2 separate regions of the Arabidopsis thaliana genome follow, and region 1 is linked to region 2. A link is a contact called in public targeted proximity ligation data. All regions are on one chromosome and are shown on one strand. The core of a region is the stretch at or near the end of the contact, and the rest is flanking DNA. Distances in the headings are between cores, read along the strand shown.

Region 1 (5,585 bases), core at 2,148-4,647, 43 kb after region 2:
TTCAAAGTTTTGGGACTTCCTTACTTACAAGGACAGGATAAGCGACAATTCTCCATGTACTTTTATCTTCCCGATGCAAACAACGGACTGTCTGATCTTCTGGACAAAATAGTTTCCACTCCTGGGTTCTTAGACAACCACATCCCACGCAGACAAGTTAAAGTCCGCGAATTCAAGATTCCAAAGTTTAAATTCTCTTTCGGGTTCGATGCTTCAAATGTTTTAAAAGGATTGGGACTGACTTCGCCTTTCAGCGGTGAAGAAGGTTTAACTGAGATGGTTGAATCTCCTGAGATGGGGAAGAATCTATGCGTATCGAACATTTTCCATAAAGCGTGTATCGAAGTGAATGAAGAAGGAACAGAAGCTGCAGCTGCATCAGCTGGAGTTATAAAGCTAAGAGGATTGCTTATGGAGGAAGATGAAATAGATTTTGTTGCAGACCATCCGTTTCTATTGGTGGTCACAGAGAACATAACAGGAGTGGTTCTGTTCATTGGCCAAGTTGTTGATCCGTTGCATTAATCTAAAGCTAATGTGGAAGTTTTTGGTTTTACTTAAAATAAATGAGTCATTGGTTTTGAGGACTCATCTTTATGTAACATCCTTTGTCTTGACTCTTTGATGTGTGTAAGAATAATAGTGATACATAACAGCTTTTCTTCTGTATTTGGATCACATGTACTGAACTGATAGACATACATACATGTGATGCATCTTAATGATTCACTGTATTGGGTCATTCATGGTTACATACACGTAAACCTCTGTCTACTAATTGAATTTTACTCGACCAATTCAGATTTATCTTACACTCTACTAACTTATTGGCAGCAAAAAAATAAATAAATGAAAAGAATCCATTAAATCCGTAGACATTAGCTTTTTTTTTCAACTCAACATTATTCTATTTGCCATTTCCTAAATATATTCATAACTTTAAAATGATTATAATAAATGAAAAAAGGTATTTTGGAATACCTTGATTGGTGTCACATATATGTATGTGATATATATACGCAGACATATATATATTTATGTGAACAAGACAGAGGTTTCGATTTGCATGCATTGCTATTCGATCCCTGATGGATAACCACTGAACCATGAATGACCAACCACCAAACCGGATGAATAGCTGCAGTCATCGCTGTTTCATCTGATATGTATCCACATAAAACGGATAACTTATATTATTTGTAACAAATATAGACATATTGATCCTATAAAGTTTTAAATTAAAAAAATACTTGCATAAATATGGACTTTTCTGCTAATCAGAGTTCTCTTATACTTTTTTTTTTTGTTTTTTTCATCTGTCATCTTAGAGCATCTCCAACGGTGAAAATTTGGAGTTCTCTTGTGGGTCTCTCTTGATTATGTTGAAAAAAATTAAATCAAAACTGATATGTATCCACATAAACCGGATAATCTTAGAATTATTTACCAAGCGATGGATTTTGCAATATGAGTAGCAAAAACTATAATAAACTGTAAGAAGACTTGCAACAAGATAATCTTATCATTCTTGGTTTCTTTTGTGTACATAACACTTCTTTTTGCTAACAAATAAATTTCAATAATAAAATAATTGGAAAAAGGTATTTTAGAATACCTCAATTGGTCTCATACATTTCATCGAGTATTAATTTATAGAGGTTTCACTGTATATGGACACACACACACAAATTTAAGAAAGATGAATCATCAACTTTTGGGTGCATGCTATTCGAACCCTGGTGGGCAAACACTGACCAATGAATGACCACCGAGCTGGGTGAATAACTGCAATAAGGATTCTTCAAACAATTATATATACCTACTAAGAAAATTATATAGTATATAGTAATACAACGTTCACAAAAATCATAACCTTTACTATACATAAACGGTTTTTAAGATGGTTAACTCTCATTCTCTAGATGATAAACATGAAGTGAATGCAACATACTTGTAATTTCCCAAGAATATCTCGTCCTAAATATAGTCAGAAAGACGGTCACGACGTGTTTTTTCTTCATCGTAAAAGCGGTTTTTCTGGTCGAACAATTCAAGTCGTCTAGTAATCCAGTCCGGTAAATCTGAGCAAAGCCAGAGAGCTTCACCTGTATCTTTATGCTTAAAGTCGGGTTGCTTTGGGTTCTTCTTATTTCTCCTGTTGTCCCACCAATCGTATGGATTCGAAAAGAAGACTTGCCACAAGTATATCTCATCTTTCTTGGATTCTTCAATATCATCCTCTAAGGAAACACCAAAGCACACAAGTAGCAGGCAATATTTATCATCTTATCTTGTAAAATGTATACAACATTCAAAACTAATGAATGAAACTTTTTATAAACCCTAAGTACACAAAACCAGAAGATATAAAACCTGTTTCAGTGTGAATTCAGCTTGGTACAAGGTTCTTTTAATCAACGTGGATTCATATTCACTACCAATAGAGACGATGATACGTAGAAGAGATAATAACCTGTTTTCGTTTTTGGGTTTTTGGATATCTGAGAATCTAAGACGTGACTTGGTGGAGCCGCCACATAATTCACTTCTGCCACTTTAACCTGCAATAATTTACCAGCCTGGTCAATCTTAGCTACACACAGATACACGAAGTTGCTTTAAAACATATATATAAACGACTCTTGACTACACAAGAAGCTGATGGTAATAGAACTGGGACATTTTGCTAATATAGAGTTTAAGTTTGAACTTGAACCTGATAATCGAGATTTAAGCCACTATATACATCGCTGGAGCTCTTGCTGTAAGACTCAAGACGGCCTGAGACAAGTATATGATCATTTAGCTTCAGATGCGCAATACAAGTCCGTGCCATTGCGTCCCACATTCTAAGTGATATCCTGTCATTAAATATACAACACATTAACAAAAGACTAAGACTTTAACAATCACAAGGCTTACGAACAATACAGGATTATGCACAGATTGAAATCAAACAACATTAAGACTCAGTTAATCAAGAACCCTAATCGTCGAATAAGCAACAGACTATGAGAATCGAACAAACCTGACCTAAAGCTCCGGTTTGGATTGAGAGGGTCTTTGACTCTAAGAATAGTGAAAACACCGAACCTATCAGGTCCGGTGTTCATGACTTGAATAGATCGATCAACGAAACCCATAAGACTCACGGAGTTCACAAGATTGAATTTAAGCTTGGTAGATAGTGGTTTCTTGAACAAACGCGCATGGTGATAAACAGCACTTTCTCCATCGGAGAAGAAACGAGATTTTGGGAAAGAAGAAGAGATTTGAGAAGCAGTGCGTTGGATTAAGCTTCCGAGTTTGAAGAACGTGTTCATCTACTGGGGAAATTTGAGATTTTTAGGGTTTTTAAGTTGGCGGCCATTTTTGTTTCTAAATTGCTGATTTGATCATTCGGAAACAGAGGAGGTCTCTGGTTTCTTGTTATTGGGTTTTGAGTGAAATATTTGATTCTAGGCCCATTATGGGTTTAGGCCCATTCGATTTGGATCTAGAATTGATTGTAAGAGTGATCGTCGAACCATTCCAAAACCTCTTGGAGATGTTGAGTTTGTAAAGTAACAAAATCCATTATATAGATCACAAAAGAACTTTGATAATGAAAACAACATATGATTATATTGAAAAAAAAAACAAGAAAAAAACAACATGTGATATCTTATTATATAAAGTACACGGTTTTGAAAGTTACTAACTCACGAGATCATGACACGTGTCAAGTATATCATTGACATGTTGATATATGTCAAAAAAAAGTTTCTTTAAAAAAAAGAAATAAACATATTTACATATACTAATTTATATTTCTATATCTAAAAAATTTAACTTATAACTTCTTTTAATTAAAAAGGAAAACTAACAATAAGATGAAGGGTATAGAATTAAATTGTATTTGTATTGAAAAATTGGATTGTATTTGAATTGTATACAATCGAATTAAATTGTATTGTATTATGATAAAAAAGATATTTAAATTGTATTGTAAAATCGAATTTGTAAGATTGAAATTTAGTTTAAGGAAATACTAAATTAAATACTGAAAAATATGAGTTACTATTTAAAATTCAAATATCATCAATAAGTTGGAGTGTATAGAATTAAAAAGCAGTTTATTATGATGAAAGAGATAGTTAAAATGTATAGTAAAATTGAATGTGTATGGTTGAAATTTTATTTAATTCAAAAATTACTAAATTAAATATTAGAAAAGTGTGTGGATCACTATTTACTATTCAAATTTTAAATATTATCGATAAATATTTGAATAAATTTATATCTTACACCCGCCTAAATAGGCGGGCATTATCTAGTAAAATAATAAAGTTGCCTAATAAAACTGTACACTAAAAAAATAAGAAGAAAACCAAGAAAAGGAATTTCAAAGTCCATTACAAAGACATGAGAGTTTCAATGTGATTGGGGAAAAAGTGGAGTCTACGTATAGGTTTGTCTTCAAGTCCATTGCGTAGTCGAAAACCTTTATCTGCAACTCCTTTGTATATGACTCTTCTAAACGTCTCTCTTATTGCATCAAAATATATAACATGAAAACGTTCGAGCACAGTGTTTGGTACGTAAATCAGTTCACCATCATTAGTGATACCTGTTAGATTGAAATAGTTCTCCAAACCCGGCTCATAATGAGAAATAGGTAAATAGGTATGACACGACCATTCGCGCTGCTCTACATTCTCCAAAACCCACATTGAACGACTATTCTTCTCATGATTGAAACCAAGACAAGCTAACCTTCCTTTATAAGACATCATCATCACAAGCCCAAAATTCTCATCCCATGGTAATTCTATCACATCGAACCGTTCAGATCTTACATCGAAACTCAATATCACCCGACCAGAATTAGTATCAGCTCGATAATATATAACACCGTTGATGCATCTGGATTGTCTATAACAAACTCCACCATGGAATGTAAAAGGGCTATTTTTGTGGTTGGTTTTAACAGTTCTCCATTCTTGATCTGATCCCAATGTTAACACCCGACACTCATAAAAAGCATTACCATACGGCATGCACACTACTTTGTGTTTACCATCAACTGGATCGTACCCTAAAGAGACTTTTATATTCTTCCACCTCTCATCCAGCTTGCGTAAAGGTTTGAACTTTCTCATAGTAGGGTTCCAAATTATAGGGGTTGCTGCTTTTCGAAAGCAGATCAAGCCGTGGACCGACTCGGTTAAAGTGGTGACGCAACAACGTTTTGGATAGGTTGTATGGTAACTATCAATAATCTCAGAAGAAGAATAAGAATAAGACTCGTTCGGATTCTGATTGTGTTGAGGAATCGTGAAAACAAAGAACTTGTCACCTTCTTTGAAAAAGAACATGAGATTCGGCCGAGTTTCAAAGGAGTTGGTGAAATATGGAGCGGTGGTGATTGATGACCAAAGCTTTGAAACACAACGAAACCTCACGACAGACTTCGCAGGCAGCCTTGAGAATATCTCCGAGGTTAGATCGAGAGGTAAGGATGATGATGAAGATTTTCCTCTGCTTCTTTTTCTCTGGATATTTTCGGTCTTCTCTTCTCTTTGCTCCATCTTGGAGAAAACCCT
Region 2 (5,291 bases), core at 418-2,917:
TTACCAGAGAAGTCGCCAGCTCAAACCCAACAATTTTCGGGAAATGCCATCCATTGACTCTCTTTAGATAGCTTGTGATCGAAGGCATTGTCGCAATGATGACTGCACATGTGTATATGATGGGGATCAGACTCTTCGGCTTGTTCTTGCGTAGCCACATTAATGAACCTAGTGCAGCTAGAGATATCGTGAACACCTGAGTTTGACACAAACGTTATATGGAAGTGAGAAACAATTACAGGTGGATCTTTCTAGAAGTAAGAACTGGTATATACAGTACCAGATTTGCATTGGCTTCAAGCCCTTGCAAAACATAATCCCAAGTGAACTCCAGTCCTCGAGCACCAACCCAGAGAGGTGCCAACCTGTGCAAAACAGAATCCGCGAATGCCCACCCTGAAACAAAAAAGAACAAATCTCTCAAATCACATTTGATATATATATATATTCCGTGACGCAAAGAATCATTGAGGGAAGTCTAGAAATGGTTGGAAGCTACAATGGTAATTAGTCATGGAAACTTCTCCAGGAACCATGAAAAGGACTTTTTTTTTGACAAACCCGCTAAACGCAATTCCACTATCATATCATCGATATGTAACATGAAATTAGAATGTCACAGCCAAAGGTAACAATATTTTGTAGCAGTAGTGATTCACTTACCGAGACCAACAGCCTGAAACTTATGGTTTTGGGAGATGTTCCTGTGAGTCAGCTGGGCCAGAGCATAATACAGACCAGCGACATCTATGAATCCAATCATCGCTTTCAATGCTTCCTGATACAAGGGAGATCGTACGCATACTTAGTCATCTAGATTGTAGCATAACAAAACAAGCTTAACAATAATAGAATCTGATGGTTTAACATTGTATGTCAATTTCATTTTCCTTAAGAGTAGTAGTAAATACGACAACTTGATCACCTCTCAGATAGAGAAGTAAACGAAAGACTCATAAAAACAAGTGTGAGTGTTGATCTTAGCTTCAAGTACATACCTGGTATGGGTCAAACACTTCAGTCTCAGACACTTGCAGAAAAGTCGCCAAACAAACAAGCTGCCATGAAAATAACAATCAATAAGCTTAGCTAAAAGCGATTCAGAAGATACAATCAATCGAAAGAAAGATTTGCACTAAGATTTTTACAGTTGACTAACCTTAACCAATGCAGTAGCAAGGTAAACAACAGCAGCTTTCACGGAGGTTCCAAGTGTATCATATTCAGATCTGCAGATTCATATTCCGATTACAAACATCAATTCTAATTCCGTGAAGAAACAATATCAATTCACAGATTCAATTTTGGGAAATTCTCAACAACTAAGTGGCGTTAAAGCGCATACTAATAAGCCTTAAGATTCTAGATCATGAAGCGAAAGAAGATCTAAGTACAATCTTAGATTAGGTATGAGTAAACTAACAGATATTACAGATCGAGAAAAGAGGATTTGTTCATACAAGGGAGTGGCGGAGTAGTAGACCGCGTGAGGACCGAATGTGAGAATCGCACAGTTGAAGAAGTGAAAAAGCGTCATCGTCCACCGTCGCACTCTCTTTCTGGTACCAAATCAGTAGCTACAGCTCCGGCGACTCAAAGACGACGACGTGAAGCTGTGAAATTGAAGAAGAAGAAGAGGTTTCTGATCTCTGAAAGTCTGAAACTCTGATGGAATCAACAAAACTCTTAGTGGGTTTTGATTTGGGTCGTTATTGGGCCGTAAAAGTTTTTGTTCAATTTCTTGAGAGCTAGTTTTCATATTGTTGCACCAAAATGAGAGTTATCTTTGTTGTAAAATGAACTGAATTTAGTGACTTATTTTTTATTGTCATCTGAAATTTATTAAAGGAGATTGAAATTACATATATTTTCATTTTTTGATTATTATGGTTTTCAAGAATAATGTATTTTGATTTATCTATTGAATTTTTTTTGAGTAATTCAAATTTTATTATTCAAAGTTTATGTTATTCACTACTTAACACCTAAAAAATCTAATCATGTTTCACAATGATATGTTTTATACGTATTTTTTTGGACTACTTAATGCATATAATAGTTTTTTTTTTGTTTATGCAGTGTTTTGAAAGAGTTACCCAAAAACAAAAATCGTTGTTATGTCATCGATTTATTCATATCAGATATGTATATTGGTTTAGTTGATATAAGTTGGTTTAGTAGAACCATTGTATAGTGTAAAGTATATAAGACATTTGTACAGAATCATTTTACAATTAATGAGAAAAGCCTTCATAATATCTTCAACAAACTTTTCTCTCATCTCTATTCCGCTAATATGGTATCAAAGCCTTCCAAGCTCAAAACTCCATTGTTTTCGATCTGATTTCTTCATTCTCAGCTCAAGTTCGTCTTCTTCGTTGTTCTCGCTCCAGATACAATGGTGACAGCTAGAGTTACTCGGAAATCCACTCGATCGAAGTCCGGTACAAGTTCTGCAGCTCGAAAATCATCGCGATCCACCGGTGTTGATGAATCTCCTCCGATCTCTCCTCCAGTTCACAAATCCAACGTTTCTGGAGCTTCGCGAGTCATCGCACCACCGGAATCCGTTGATCCGACTCAGTCTCCCTTCTTCTTGCATAGTGCAGATCATCCAGGTTTGAATATCATATCTCATCGTCTTGATGAAACAAACTATGGTGATTGGAATGTTGCTATGCTTATCTCCTTAGATGCTAAGAATAAATCTGGATTTATTGATGGAACTCTCCCTCGTCCGTTGGAATCGGATAAGAATTTTCGTCTTTGGTCTAGATGCAAAAGCATGGTGAAGTCTTGGTTATTGAATTCTGTATCTCCTCAGATCTATAGGAGCATTCTCCGTATGAATGATGCTTCTGATATATGGCGTGATCTTCACAGTCGTTTCAATGTGACTAATCTCCCACGCACATATAATCTTACTCAAGAGATCCAGGATTTTCGCCAAGGTACATTGTCTTTGTCTGAGTACTATACTCGCCTCAAGACATTGTGGGATCAATTAGAAAGTACAGAGGAACTAGATGATCCCTGTATTTGTGGTAAGGCTATGCGTTTGCAACAGAAGGCAGAGCAAGCTAAGATAGTGAAATTGTTAGCTGGTTTGAATGATTCTTATGCTATCATTCGCAGACAGATCATTGCTAAGAAAGCACTCCCAAGTTTAGCAGAGGTGTATCACATTCTGGATCAAGACAACAGTCAACAAGGTTTTTCCAATGTGGTTGCTCCACCGGCTGCTTTTCAGGTCTCTGAGGCAATGATGGCTACTAACAATGATGTGAATATGCTATGTTCAGAGTGGTCCAAACAAGGGCAGACCGATTTGTTCTTTCTGTAATAGGGTTGGACATATTGCAGAAAGATGCTATAAAAAGCATGGATTCCCTCTTGGTTTTACTCCTAAAGGCAAAGGTGGTGACAAGTCTCAGGTGATAGATTCAGGAGCAATACATCATGTATCTCATGATAAGAGTCTTTTCTTGAATTTGGATACTTCTGTTGTGAGTGCAGTGAATTTACCAGCTGGTCCTACTGTAAGAATCAGTGGTGTTGGTACATTGCGACTTAATGATGACATTCTTCTCAAGAATATCTTATTCATTCCTGAGTTTCGCCTGAATCTAATCAGTATAAGTTCTCTGACTGATGACATTGGTTCACGAGTAATATTTGATAAGACTTCTTGTGAAATTCAGGATCCTATCAAGGCTCGGATGCTTGGTCAAGGTAGGAGAATTGCGAATCTATATGTGCTGGATATTGAAGATCCTATTGTCTCAGTGAATGCAGTGGTTGATATCAGTATGTGGCATCGAAGACTTGGTCATGCTTCTCTACAGAGATTGGATGTTATTTCAGACTCTTTGGGGACTACTAAGCCTAAGAATAAAGGCTCAGATTATTGTCATGTTTGTCATTTAGCTAAACAGAGAAAGTTACCCTTCCCTTCTCAGAATAAAGTTTGTAATGAAATCTTTGATTTGTTACACATTGACATTTGGGGTCCTTTTTCAGTTGAGACAGTGGATGGCTATAAATATTTTTTGACAATTGTGGATGATCATTCCAGAGCTACATGGATTTATTTGCTTAGAAACAAGTCAGAAGTTCTTACTGTGTTTCCTGCTTTCATTGAACAAGTTGAGAATCAGTATAAAGTGAGAGTAAAGGCAGTGAGATCAGATAATGCACCAGAATTGAAATTCACAAGTTTATATCAGCAGAAAGGGATTGTTTCGTTTCATTCCTGTCCTGAAACACCGGAGCAGAATTTAGTGGTTGAGCGTAAACATCAACACATACTCAATGTTTCTCGGGCTCTCATGTTCCAATCTCAGGTACCACTCTCTCTTTGGGGTGATTGTGTGTTAACGGCTGTGTTTCTTATCAACAGGACACCTTCCCAGCTCTTATCAAACAAGACTCCATATGAGATTCTCACTGGTACAGTTCCTGTTTATGAGCAGTTTCGAACCTTTGGTTGTTTGTGTTACAGTTCTACTTCGCCAAAAAAAGACATAAGTTTCAGCCGAGATCTAAAGCGTGTGTGTTTTTGGGATATCCTGCTGGTTACAAGGGGTACAAGTTAATGGATTTGGAGAGTCACACTGTGTTTATCTCAAGGAATGTTGTTTTTCATGAGGAGGTATTTCCATTGGCTGTGGATCCAAAGTCAGAGAGTTCTTTGAAGTTGTTTACTCCAATGGTTCCTGTGTCCTCAGGTATTACACAATCTCCTATCTCTTCTCTTCCATCACAAATTTCTGATCTACCACCACAAATTTCTTCACAGAGAGTTAGGAAACCTCCTGCTCATCTGTCAGATTATCATTGCAACATCACGCAATCTAATCACAAATATCCTATTTCCTCTACTATCTCTTACTCTAAAATTTCTCCATCTCACATGTGTTATATCAATAATATCACAAAAATTCCTATTCCCACCACATTTGCTGAGGCACAGGACACCAAAGAATGATGTGAGGCTGTTGATGCAGAGATTGGTGCTATGGAAACTACACACACTTGGGAGATTACTACTTTACCTGCAGGGAAGAAGGCAGTAGGGTGTAAATGGGTATTCAGTTTGAAGTTTTTGGCAGATGGCAGTCTTGAGCGGTATAAGGCTAGATTGGTTGCTAAGGGTTACACTCAGAAAGAAGGTCTAGACTATACAGATACTTTCTCTCCAGTGGCAAAGATGACTACAATCAAGTTGTTATTGAAGATTTCTGCCTCTAAGAAATGGTTCTTAAAACAGCTTGATGTGTCTAATGCTTTCT

The links.
Region 1: a contact with region 2 is called in a targeted proximity ligation map of shoot, with 10 read pairs. A contact is called at or near these places in 11 of 26 Hi-C or Micro-C datasets (callus, leaf, root and 2 more), 1 of 2 datasets of targeted methods (shoot) and 3 of 3 other capture datasets (root, seedling and shoot).

What each region holds. Positions count from the first base shown.
Region 1 is chr1:17,559,537-17,565,121 of TAIR10.1, forward strand. It overlaps OSB1 (Primosome PriB/single-strand DNA-binding protein), which reads right to left and starts at 3,398. Exons shown (of 4, transcript NM_103665.3): 1 at 3,034-3,398; 2 at 2,717-2,861; 3 at 2,474-2,561; 4 at 1,750-2,240. The coding sequence starts at 3,323. The coding sequence ends at 1,978. AT1G47730 (F-box and associated interaction domains-containing protein) reads right to left here and starts at 5,570. Exons shown (of 1, transcript NM_103666.1): 1 at 4,395-5,570. The coding sequence starts at 5,570. The coding sequence ends at 4,395. It overlaps SERPIN1 (Serine protease inhibitor (SERPIN) family protein), which reads left to right. Exons shown (of 3, transcript NM_001333282.1): 3 at 1-789. The coding sequence ends at 525.
Region 2 is chr1:17,518,462-17,523,752 of TAIR10.1, forward strand. AT1G47640 (seven transmembrane domain protein) reads right to left here and starts at 1,668. Exons shown (of 6, transcript NM_103657.6): 1 at 1,461-1,668; 2 at 1,160-1,229; 3 at 999-1,058; 4 at 664-778; 5 at 281-396; 6 at 1-196. The coding sequence starts at 1,537. It also overlaps the pseudogene AT1G47650.